2 separate regions of the Salmo salar genome follow, and region 2 is linked to region 1. A link is a contact called in public Hi-C data. All regions are on one chromosome and are shown on one strand. Each heading gives the region's core, a stretch centred on a gene start, on an enhancer-like site or on the middle of the called end of the contact. The rest is flanking DNA. Distances are from core to core; before and after follow the strand shown. Region 1 holds the start of LOC106588668 (nuclear receptor subfamily 1 group D member 2). Region 2 holds the start of LOC106588671 (DNA topoisomerase 2-beta).

The links. A called contact is a pair of places that touch in the nucleus more often than the background predicts.
Region 2: a Hi-C map of gill shows a contact between it and region 1, with 7 times the contacts expected there. The contact joins the promoter of LOC106588671 here to the promoter of LOC106588668 in region 1. A contact is called at or near these places in 2 of 3 Hi-C or Micro-C datasets (blood and gill).

Annotation. Positions count from the first base shown.
Region 1 is chrssa27:20,265,044-20,271,123 of Ssal_v3.1, reverse strand. LOC106588668 (nuclear receptor subfamily 1 group D member 2) reads right to left here and starts at 2,748. Exons shown (of 8, transcript XM_014177877.2): 1 at 2,162-2,748. The coding sequence starts at 2,180.
Region 2 is chrssa27:20,715,565-20,721,728 of Ssal_v3.1, reverse strand. LOC106588671 (DNA topoisomerase 2-beta) reads left to right here and starts at 2,115. Exons shown (of 35, transcript XM_014177893.2): 1 at 2,115-2,620; 2 at 4,868-5,101. The coding sequence starts at 2,579. oxsm (3-oxoacyl-ACP synthase, mitochondrial) reads right to left here and starts at 2,837. Exons shown (of 6, transcript XM_014177897.2): 1 at 2,667-2,837.

The DNA of each region.
Region 1 (6,080 bases), core at 1,499-3,998:
ACAATGACCCAACACACCTCCAGGCTGTGTAAGGACTCTTTAATCAAGAAGGGCTATTTTACCAAGAAGGAGAGTGATGGAGTGATGCATCAGATGACCTGGTCTCCACAATCACCTGGCCACAACCCAATTGAGATGGTTTGGGATGAGTTGGACCGCAGAGTAAAGGAAAAGCAGCAGGTCATGATGGTATGAGGGACAGATTGGCAATTTAGCCAGGACACCGGGGTTAACACCCCTACTTTTACAATAAGTGCCATGGGATCTTTAGTGACCACAGAGAGTCAGCACACACGTTTAACGTCCCAACCCAAAAGATGGCACCCTACACAAGACAATGTCCCCAATCACTGCCCTGGGGCTATAGGATATTTGTTTTAGACAAGGAAAAGGTGCCTCCTACTGGCCCTCCAACACCACTTCCAGCAGTATCTGGTCTCCCATCCACAGACCAACCAGGACCAACCCTGCTTAGCTTCAGAAGCAAGCCAGCAGTGGGATGCAGGGTGGTATGCTGTTGGCCTTCTTAGGTTGTTAGAAGTTAAATCGAGATTCCTTCTTAATTTGCTCGATAACGTTATGGAAAACGGGTTTATTGGCTAAATGTGGCAGCTCTCTTGCTGCGAAAAACATTTTGGGGCTAGTTTTTAGGCCTCGTGGGGAGGTTTTGAGTTGTCTTTGGGAAAGAAATTTCAGCAAGACCTGGCAACCCTGTGAAGAGTGGCTCTCAGCCAGGAAGAGAGGCCGACCACCCGCCCAGTCAAAGCGCTCTGTTTTATCACGCCCCTTTTTTCAGATCAGGCTGACCTGGTTTCTCTTCCTACATTCTGGTTAGATAACACCCCTGTTACATAATGCCAGTTTCAGCAGGGTGTGTGCAGAATAGCCTGGCTTCACTTCAGCTCACACACACGGCTCAAGAGGGAAGCTCATCGTCATTCAATCAAGAAGCAGGGCCAGGGCCAACATTGCCAGATTGCTTCATGAAGCAAGCGATTAATGCCTGCCAAATGTTGTGTGGCCTGATGGTAGTAAATCTAATTTTATTTGTCACATGCACCGAATACAACAGGTGTAGACCTTACCTTACAGTGAAACGCTTACTTACAAGCCCTTAACCAACAATGCAGTTTTAAGAAAATACCAAAAAAAGTAAGAGATAAGAATAACAAATAATTAAAGAGCAGCAGTAAATAACAATAGCGGGGATATATACAGGGGCTACCGGTACAGAGTATCAAGGTAATTTATGTGTTCATGAGTTGGTCTTCTGTAAGTTCCTTGTTGATCGAACTGCATTACAGAAGTTTCAGCAAATTCTAAAATAATCTCAATAGCCACAGCTGCCCTCGTTTCAACATTCATAAAGCACAAGAAATCCCATAGAAAACCCATTCCAAATAAGGGTGACTTACATAATGAATAGATGATTAGGTTGTGAAACTCTTGGCCAATCAATTCTCATTTTACTAGACTGACGAAGCTCATTTTCGGAACCCGCCCCTACCTGGAACGGACATGTTTTCTCGAGAAACCCAGTGGTAGAAAACTGGGTCAGTTTACATTGCTGCAACCCTATAACTGCATGCAGTTTCACGTGTATCCACACCAACTCGCAGTGCATTATCTTGGTAGAATTATGCAATATTTACGTCACAGCACTTCTCCACCAACCAGAGGACGCAAGGGAGCTTTTAAAGACGGAAGTATACACGTCACAGCGTTCCTCGGCCAATCAGAGAGATCGTATACAGAGTCGCACATGGCTAACGACCCGTGCATGTGAGAAAAGGGACCTGCAACACTGTTCCAGCATACCGATTCTAAAATAACAACACCTGGGACTTCTAACCAACTTTAACCCAGTTTTAATTAAGGCTCATTACAGTAAGAACAATCTAACATGTATGAGCAGATCACTGTAATTAATACATTTGCTTATGTTTTAATTCAAAACATCACAAAACTCTTTAAAACAAGGATTCTGACAAGAAGCCTGTTAAAGTTGTAAAATGAATCTTGGTTGTGGTAGGCCGCTGTGGTCTAATGAAATACACTATCAAGATGCAAAGTCAAACAGTTGAACGGTAGACACTAAAATAGGCTAGAGGCCTACACATACATCTTTATAAATGTATTGAGCAGAATATGATCATTTTACCTGCTTTTGTAGATTCCATGTGCTCTGACTTCTGAAATCCTCTTATTTGGACCTTTAGTCTGATGACGTGTTTCTTATCTTGTTTTCAGGAACTTTTTAAGTCACTGGTTGATGCTTTTGATCAACGTATTGAAGCGTTCAGAAAAGAGTCGGCGAACGCACGTAGGCCTACTAGTTTCAGAGATGACAGATGTCGCTCAACAGCAACTGTTGAAAATCAGATTGATTTCCCGTCGTGATAGTTGACGATCACCAACGTTCCAAACAATTCCGTAAACTAAACTGTATCCGTTTGGTTTAAAACACGCCCCGAATCAAACAATAGATTGCAGCCAATTGTTTCGCTACAGAATGAATCGAACGTTAGGAATTCCGTATATTTTTCTTTTCGTAGAGCGCTCAAAAAAGCTGGCCGTCTGATGTCTCTTTTCTGAAGGCTAAAGATGGGCCTTAGCATATTAATAGCTATAGCATAAAAATGTTTTTTTTTCTCGAGGGAACCGATAGCTCTGATAGCAAAGAGTAGAACGTTATTATTCGTTGGACGACTGTTCCGAATTGAGCTCTCGACTCAGGCTGCTATTCTTCTTCTTTGGTGGGGTTTATCGGCGGTTGGCATCAAACGTGTTGGTGCATTACCGCCATCTACTGTACTGGAGTGTGGGCCAGAGACCGGGAGAAACTCAAATCAAATTGTATTGGTCACATACACATGGTTAGCAGATGTTAATGAGAGTGTAGCGAAATGCTTGTGCTTCTAGTTCCGACGATGCAGTAATATCTAACAAGTAATGTAACAAATTCACAAAACTACCTTATACACACAAATGTAATAAGAATATGTACATATAAATATATGGATGAGTGATGGCCGTGCTGCACAGGCAAGATGCAGTAGATGGTATAGAACAGTATATACATATGAGATGAATAATGTGGGATATGTAAACATTATTAAAGTGACACCTTTATTAAGTCAATTTATTAAAGTGGCCAGAGATTGAGTCTGTATGTTGACAGCAGCCACTCTATGTTAGTGATGGCAGTCTGATGGCCTTGAGATAGAAGCTGTTTTTTGGTCTCTCGGTCCCAGCTTCGATGCACCTGTACTGACCTCGCCTTCTGGATGATAGCGGGGTGAACAGACAGTGGCGCGGGTGGTTGTTGTCCTTGATGATCTTTTTGGCCTTCCTGTGACATTGAGAGATGTAGGTGTCCTGGAGGGCAGGTAGTTTGCCCCTGGTGATGCGTTGTGCAGACCGCACTACCCTCTGGAGAGCCTTGCGGTTGAGGGTGGTGCAGTTGCCGTACCAGGCGGTGATACAGCCCAACAGGATGCATCTGTAAAAGTTTGTGAATGTTTTAGGTGTGAAGCCAAATTTCTTCACCACGCTGTCTGTGGTGAAGCGTGGGCCTTCTTCACCACGCTGTCTGTCTGGGTGGACCATTTCAGTTTGTCCGTGATGTGTACACCGAGGAACTTAAAACTTTCCACCTTCTCCACTACTGCCCTGTTGATGTGGATGGGGAGTGCTCCCTCTGCTGTTTCCTGAAGTCTACGATCATCTCCTTTGTTTTGTTGACGTTGAGTGAGAGGTTATTTTCCTGACACCACACTCCTCCGGGGGCCCTCACCTCCTCCCTGTAGTCTGTCTCGTCGTTGTTGGTAATCAAGCCTACCACTGTAGTGTCGTCTGCAAACTTGATGATTGAGTTGGAAGCGTGCATGGCCACGCAGTCATGGGTGAATAGGGAGTACAGGAGAGGGCTGAGAACACACCCTTGTGGGGCCCCAGTGTTGAGGATCAGCGGGGTGGAGATGGTTTCCTACCTTCACCACTTGGGGGGCGGCCCGTCAGAAAGTCCAGGACCCAGTTGCACAGGGCGGGGTGGAGACCAAGGGTCTCGAGCTTAATGACGAGTTTGGAGGGTACTATGGTGTTAAATGCTGAGCTGAAGTCAATGAACAGCATTCTTACATAGGTATTCCTCTTGTCCAGATGGGATAGGGCAGGGTGCAGTGTGATGGCGATTGCACCGTCAGTGGACCTATTGGGGTGGTAAGCAAATTGGAGTGGGTCTGGGGTGTCAGGTAGGGTGGAGGTGATATGATCCTTGACTAGTCTCTCAAAGCACTTCATGATGACAGAAGTGAGTGCAACGGGGCGATAGTCATTGAGCTCAGTTACCTTAGCTTTCTTGCGAACAGGAACAATGGTGGCCATCTTGATGCATGTGGGAACAACAGACTGGGATAGGGATTGATTGAATATTTCCGTAAACACACAAGCCAGCTAGTCTGCGCATGCTCTGAGGACACGGCTAGGGATGCCGTCTGGGCCGGCAGCCTTGCAAGGGTTAACACGTTTAAATGTTTTACTCACGTTGGCCAGGGAGAAGGAGAGCCCACAGGCTTTGGTTGCGGGCTGTGTCAGTGGCACTGTATTGTCCTCAAAGCGAGCAAATAAATGGTCTGGGAGCAAGACGCCGATGTCCGTGACGGGGCTGGTTTTCTTTTTGTAATCCGTGATTGACTGTAGACCCTGCCACATATGTCTCGTGTTTGAGCCGTTGAATTGCGACTCTACTTTGTCTCTATACTGACGCTTTGCTTGGTTTGATTGCCTTGCGGAGGGAATAGCTGCACTGTTTGTAATTGGTCATGTTTCCAATTGCCTTGCCATGATTTTAAAGCGGTGGTTTGCACTTTCAGTTTTGCTCAAATGCTGCCACCAATCCATGGTTTCTGGTTAAGAAATGTTTTAATAGTCACAATGGGTACGACATCTCCGATGCACTTGCTAATAAACTCGCACAACGAGTCAGCGTATACATCAATGTTGTTGTCTGAGGCTATCTGGAACATATCCCAGTCCACGTGATCGAAGCAATCTTGAAGCGTGGAATCCAATTGGTCAGGCCAGCGTTGGATAGACCTGAGCACGGGCGTTTCCTGTTTTAGTTTCTGTCTATAGGCTGGGCGCAACAAAATGGAGACATGGTCAGATTTGCCGAAGGCAGGGCAGGGGAGGGCTTTGTATGCATCGTGGAAGTTAGAGTAGCAATGATTCAGAATGCTACCAGCTCGTGTCGTACATTCGATATGCTGATAGAATTTAGGAAGCCTTGTTCTCAGATTAGTTTTGTTAAAATCCCCAGATTCAATAAATGCAGCCCCAGGATTTATGGTTTCCAGTTTATATAGAGTCCATACGGCTGTGACTATAATCGAAGAGAATTCTCTTGGAAGATAATGCGGTCGGCATTTGATTGTAAGGAATTCTAGGTCAGGTGAACAAAAGGACTTGAGTTCCTGTATGTTGTTGTGATTGCACCATGAGTTGTCAATCATAAGGCATACACCCCCACCCTTCTTCTTACCAGAGAGATGTTTGTTTCTGTCGGCGCAATGCGTGAAGAAACCGGGTGGCTGTACCGACTCTGACAACATATACTGAGTGAGCCATATTTCCTTGAAACAGAGAATATTACAATCTCTGATGTCTCTCTGGAAGGCACTAAATCCTACCTGCCAGCCCTGTTGCTCTTAATTCTACTCAATACAGTCTTTAAACTAATTTCCTGTACCCCTTTCTCCCTCATACTAGATCTCAGCCTCTCTCTGCCCACCTTGTAGCAATACATGCTCCACGGTCTGTTTCCTGGCAATAATCACACTTTCCTGTTGGATGCTTTCCTATCACATTTAAGGTCTTATTCAACTAGCCTACACTCTCACTGTGGCCTAAATTTAAACATTTAGGCCAGATAGGCAATGTTAGGAGAAAGGGGATCCCTGTGTCCAAGAGGTGAGGCAGAGGCCACAGAGAGGGGAGGCAACGTGAGGGCAGAAACATTCAGAATGACACAAGTAACAGCTTGTTTTTTTTACTCAGGAACGAGGGCAAAATGTAGATAT
Region 2 (6,164 bases), core at 866-3,365, 450 kb before region 1:
TAAAATGCAAATTATTTTATCACATTTTTGACATGTGTTTTTCTGGATTTTTTTGTTGTTATTCTGTCTCTCACTGTTCAAATAAACCTACCATTAAAATGATGGCCTTCCCTGTAGCTCAGTTGGTAGAGCATGGTGTTTGCAACACCAGGGTTGTGGGTTCGATTCCCATGGGGGGACAGCACAGGAAAAAAAATATATGGCTCAACAATATATGAAATGTATGCATTCACTACTGTAAGTCGCTCTGGATAAGAGCGTCTGCTAAAATGACTTAAATGTAAATCATTTCTTTGTAAGTGGGCAAACGTACAAAATCAGCAGGGGATCAAATACTTTTCCCCCCCACTGTATAGTGTGTATATTCATAGGCATCTTGGTGCTTATGAGATAAACGGAGGAGTAGTAGTTTGGTGATATTGTTTGTGGGTATGGATGGATGGATGGTAAGGTAGTCCAATAATAATTCGGGATCTGTGTGTCTTGAATCAATAATCTTGTATTGATTACAGATCTTGTAATGATGCTGCTTGGATATTTACTGCCAGTGATGTCGTGAGACCCAGACCCAGCTTCTGTATAACACAAAAGCCTTTGTTATCTAGACTGTCTCTGCCAAAAGAGGAGTTACTTACTTGACTTAATCCTCTTTGAACCTTTGGGAGCACATGGCGTCCACCATGGCTTTCCACCTCAAAGGGGACTATGGATTAGTATGGCCTGGCTGCAACTCCCTGCCATAACAAGGTTCTGGCTCCTGACACAGAATAGGGATATATGACCTGTGAGCCTAAAGTCCATCTGCTATGGAGTTTCCACTCGTCTTTTGAAGAAACCAATATGTGTAATTGTTAAATGTAATGTTTGAATGGACACCAGAAAGCCATGTAACTATTGATACGTTTTTATGTCTGTATCCACTTATGGTTATGGGTATACCGGTATTCTACATTTATTTGTGGTAAATGCATGTATTAGTCACATGCACCGAATACCAGAGGTGTAGACCTTACAGTGAAATGCTTACTTACAAGCCCCAAACCAACAATGCAGTTTAAAAAAAAATATGGATAAGAATAAGAAATAAACGTAACAAGTAATTTAAGAGCAGCAGTAAAATAACAAGAGCAAGACTATATACAGTGGGATACCGGTACAGAGTCTATGTGCGGGGGCACCGGTTAGTTGAGGTAATATGTACACGTGGGTACAGTTATTCAAGTGACTATGCATAGATGACAACAACAGAGAGTAGCAGCTGTGTAAAAGAGGGGGAGGGGGCAATGCAAATAGTCTCGGTAGCCATTTGATTGGATGTTCAGGAGTCTTATGGCTTGGGGGTAGAAGCTGTTTAGAAGCCTCTTGGACCTAGACTTGGTGCTCCGGTACCGCTTGCCGTGCGGTAGCAGAGGGAACAGTCTATGACTAGGGTGGTTGGAGTCTTTGACAATTTTTAGGGCCTTCTTCTGACACCGCCTTGTATAGAGTATACACTAACCTTGTATACACTACCCTCTGTAATGCCTTGCGGTCGGAGGCCGAGCAGTTGCCATACCAAGCAGTGATGCAACCAGTCAGGATGCTCTCGATGGTGCAGCTGTTGAACCTTTTGAGGATCTGGGGACCCATGCCAAATCTTTTCAGTCTCCTGAGGGGGAATAGGTTTTGTCGTGCCCTCTTCACGACTGTCTTGATGTGCTTGGACCATGTTAGTTTGTTGGTGATGTGGACACCAAGGAACTTGAAGCTCTCAACCTGCTCCACTGCAGCCCCGTTGATGAGAATGGGGGCGTGCTCAGTCCTCTTTTTCCTGTCATCCACAATCATCTCCTTTGTCTTTATCACATTGAGGGAGAGGTTGTTGTTTGGAGTTAATGTGTTCTTGTTCAAATATGTAAATTGTGCAATCGGTATAATAAATGTATTTTTTTTACAGATTAAATGTGGTTTCATACACAGTTTATGCCTGGACGACATGGGTGCCTTGGTAAGAAAAAGTTCTGCTGTTAGTGTGTTTCTACTTCCACCTACTGGTTACAAATTGCAAGTACATGTATCTTTTCATTGGCTGAATTACCGGCGCCTCGAAAAGCGAGCACCGGATTGGTGGGTTACGCTGTTGGGATTGTCGCCGTGCGGATGGTGGAGCCGGATGGAGGCAGGCGGCGGTGTTTTTATTTCTGAATGAACATTTAGGGTATTAAATTACAGCCGTATTAAAAAACAATTTTATTTATACATTATTTCAATTGATTTTGTACTACATGAAATGTGAAACTATTTAACGTTTGGATTTTGTACAGTAATTTATAAATCTAGGCAAGTAGCAAGCAAGCTTTGTTGAGGATTTCAGGCCTAGTTCTAACCACCGCTCGTCGATTTTAACAATAGCCGCGATACACTCCCTCTTCCGGAACTATTTTGACAGACATTTTTCAACTGGTACGAACACAGAAAATATCTCAATGTGGTCCGTTGACTGAAATAATTCCTGAGTTTATGGACTATATTGTATGCAGGACTTTTCAGTATTTTATCTGCTAGTAGCATCACGAAAATTTAGGGAAACAAAAGGAAGATGTCCAACGGCGCAGCAGGAAGCGGGGGTCTGACTTGGGTGGTAAGTTACTATTTTGTTAGAATGTTGGATTACTGGACAGACTTACTTTATCGCTCCAGGTAGCGTTCATCATTTTACCACGATGCACGAGAGAAATTCCAGTTTGTCACGAGCTGGACATTCTAAAATGGCCAGTGATGATGCTAACTAGCCAGCAGCTAATACACCCCTTTAAACTAGCATGCGCCTTTTAAAGACGGGCCATACTTTGGTATATTCATTTAGCTATGATTGCCCGGCACAAATACAATCACAGATTGGTCCAACAACGTCAGAAGATACATTGTTTTTTGTAAACATGATGATGTCATTAGGCAACATTGCTTTCCTGCAAGGCACGGGTGAATGAGCCACTTGGCCAATGGCAATGCCCCAAAAAGTTCTTTGTTGCAATACACGTCAAGTGTGATTGATAGTCAGTTTGCATATTTTGCATGCAAGCCGTTTGAATATAGAATCTTAAATGTGTCTCAAAATACAGTTATTCGTAGGTAGCCTAATCTATATTAAAAAAATATGCTTACATATTCCTTAAATGTATTTGCACGACATTTGGCCAGCTAGCTATAGCAGCTTCCAGCCTGTAAATGTAGCCGCACAATTTGGGACCTGTGCGAAGCTAGTCACATAAGGATTTAGCCACAATAGTGGAATTTGCAGTTCGTCTTCAAAATAAAAGTCCACCATTGAAAGTGATTCAAACGGATGCAAATAGTGGAATCATGCCATATTTGGTCTAGAAATTAAACAAAAGAAAGTTAATTTGACAAATGTTTTTGGTTGACTTTAGAATTGCATTGGGGGCATACCTGCATGCACTGTACAGCCTAAGCTATTGATGTTGTACCCATGAAATGGGGAATCAGCTTACTCAGTGACACTCACAGAACACAACTGTCTAGAGATTACATAAATATTAGCATCTTCGCTCTTATGGTAGGACTTTGTGGGAAATCACCTTTCCAGTCAGTCTATTTTGTGTATTACATGCTGACCACACCGCTCGCGTTCCAAAATAAATGTACACGTGCATGTTATACAATCATTGCACCCACACTGCTCGTGAGCATCTGCGTAGCCAGGCGCTAAAATACAACTTGGTTCTATTTGTGACGCTTGATGGGCTGCAAGTCCCGCCTCTCCCATCTCCTCATTGGTTTTTAGGAGTATATACCCACGTGGGTGATGAAAGATTAACTGACGTCCAAACTCCAGTCCAGTTGGTAGTTGTAATGCACCTTAAAGTTGGTTGCCAGCTGGCATATAAAGTCCAAAGAAAGTCAGTGAAAAAAGTAACGCTCCCTATCATTTCAAAGCATTTTTCTGAAAAAGGTGGGTACAAGGCATTTACCCTCCACTAGGCCTACACCACTGCCGGTAGCCTACCCTCTCAGCCAAGGCAGTTTTAACACATGGACACACAGAATAGGGAGCCTACATTCAATATAATAAATTAGTTGAATCAAAACACGTTTTACACCCTGCTTCATGAGTTAATGCCTGAAGTCTTCACATCCTCCGTGAGACGCAGGCAGGGATGCCGTCTCGAGGTCATGCAGGATTCTTTCAGATCGTTTAAGCAACCAAGATTAGGTTCTTAGCAGACAGAGTATTTAATTCTCTCTATTGCTTTTTGTAGTACCTCTATTATGCGTGGGAATACTTGGAGCTGGTGTTTTTAGTCTTTTATGTCCAACAACTTACAAAAATATATATTATTTTAAAGTAGTTATTTTTGCTCAGAACTTGGGGTGGGATATAAAATCCCCTGCGGCCCAAATTGTTCCCGCAGGCTGCCAGTTGGGGAACCCTGATTTCTATTTTCCCATGCTTGCAATATTTACATTTTTATTTGATAAAGTTTGCTCCTCAGGCACTGTCACTTTTATGGCCTCTCCTTAGGTGCAATCTTAAGTATTTAACAATGAGATCCACTGCCTTAAACAATGGTGTCTTCTGTGTGCGTGTGTGCTGGGCAACTAGCCTAACCAAGTAAACCTTCCAAGTTGCAACCAACCCACTAATCGAGCAACCAACCAAATCGTAAAGGAGCATTGAAGGAAAAAATTGAGGTTACGCTGGACTAGTCGGACTATCCAAACAGAAGTGGGGGAAAAAACGGCTACTGCTGTGCCTTTTCTAATGGGCAGCTCTGATAATCAGCTGCTAGTGCCTGCAGATACAGAGTTCAATTATTTATCTTTAGTGTAATTTTTAACAAAGTTGTGCACATGTGTCTAATACCAGACCCTCTTTGATAAGAAGAATGCTGCCAAAAAGAGGGAGGAGGAGGCAGCAGCAGCCGCGGCGGCTGCGAACGGCAGGGGTGATGGGGGCAAGGCGGAGGGAGGAGGTGGAGGAGCCAAGAAGAAGGGAGGAGATAAGATGTCAGTGGAGAGGGTGTACCAGAAGAAGACCCAGCTGGAGCACATCCTACTGAGGCCCGACACCTACATCGGCTCTGTGGAACCGGTCACCCAGGTGGGTTAGGTTCATCATGTCTGTAGACGTCTAGCTTGTGTTCAGGAGGGTGCAACAGAAAACAAAATTGTGCTCCAACATTTTTGGGGGCGGGTAACGTCTTCCTGTTTCACTCCTGTTTTGTGCCTACAGAAGACTCATTTTCTAAACACCATTAGTCACAACAACATCCAGTTCTGTACCTAGATCTAACAGAGAACCGGTCACCACAACATCCAGTTCTGTACCTAGATCTAACAGAGAACCGGTCACAACAACATCCAGTTCTGTACCTAGATCTAACAGAGAACCGGTCACAACAACATCCAGTTCTGTACCTAGATCTAACAGAGAACCGGTCACAACAACATCCAGTTCTGTACCTAGATCTAACAGAGAACCGGTCACAACAACATCCAGTTCTGTACCTAGATCTAACAGAGAACCGGTCACCACAACATCCAGTTCTGTACCTAGATCTAACAGAGAACCGGTCACCACAACATCCAGTTCTGTACCTAGATCTAACAGAGAACCGGTCACCACAACATCCAGTTCTGTACCTAGATCTAACAGAGAACCGGTCACCACAACATCCAGTTCTGTACCTAGATCTAACAGAGAACCGGTCACCACAACATCCAGTTCTGTACCTAGATCTAACAGAGAACCGGTCACCACAACATCCAGTTCTGTACCTAGATCTAACAGAGAACCGGTCACCACAACATCCAGTTCTGTACCTAGATCTAACAGAGAACCGGTCACCACAACATCCAGTTCTGTACCTAGATCTAACAGAGAACCGGTCACCACAACATCCAGTTCTGTACCTAGATCTAACAGAGAACCGGTCACAACAACATCCAGTTCTGTACCTAGATCTAACAGAGAACCGGTCACAACAACATCCAGTTCTGTACCTAGATCTAACAGAGAACCGGTCACAACAACATCCAGTTCTGTACCTAGATCTAACAGAGAACCGGTCACAACAACATCCAGTTCTGTACCTAGATCTAACAGAGAACCGGTCACAACAACATCCAGTTCTGTACCTAGATCTAACAGAGAACCGGTCACC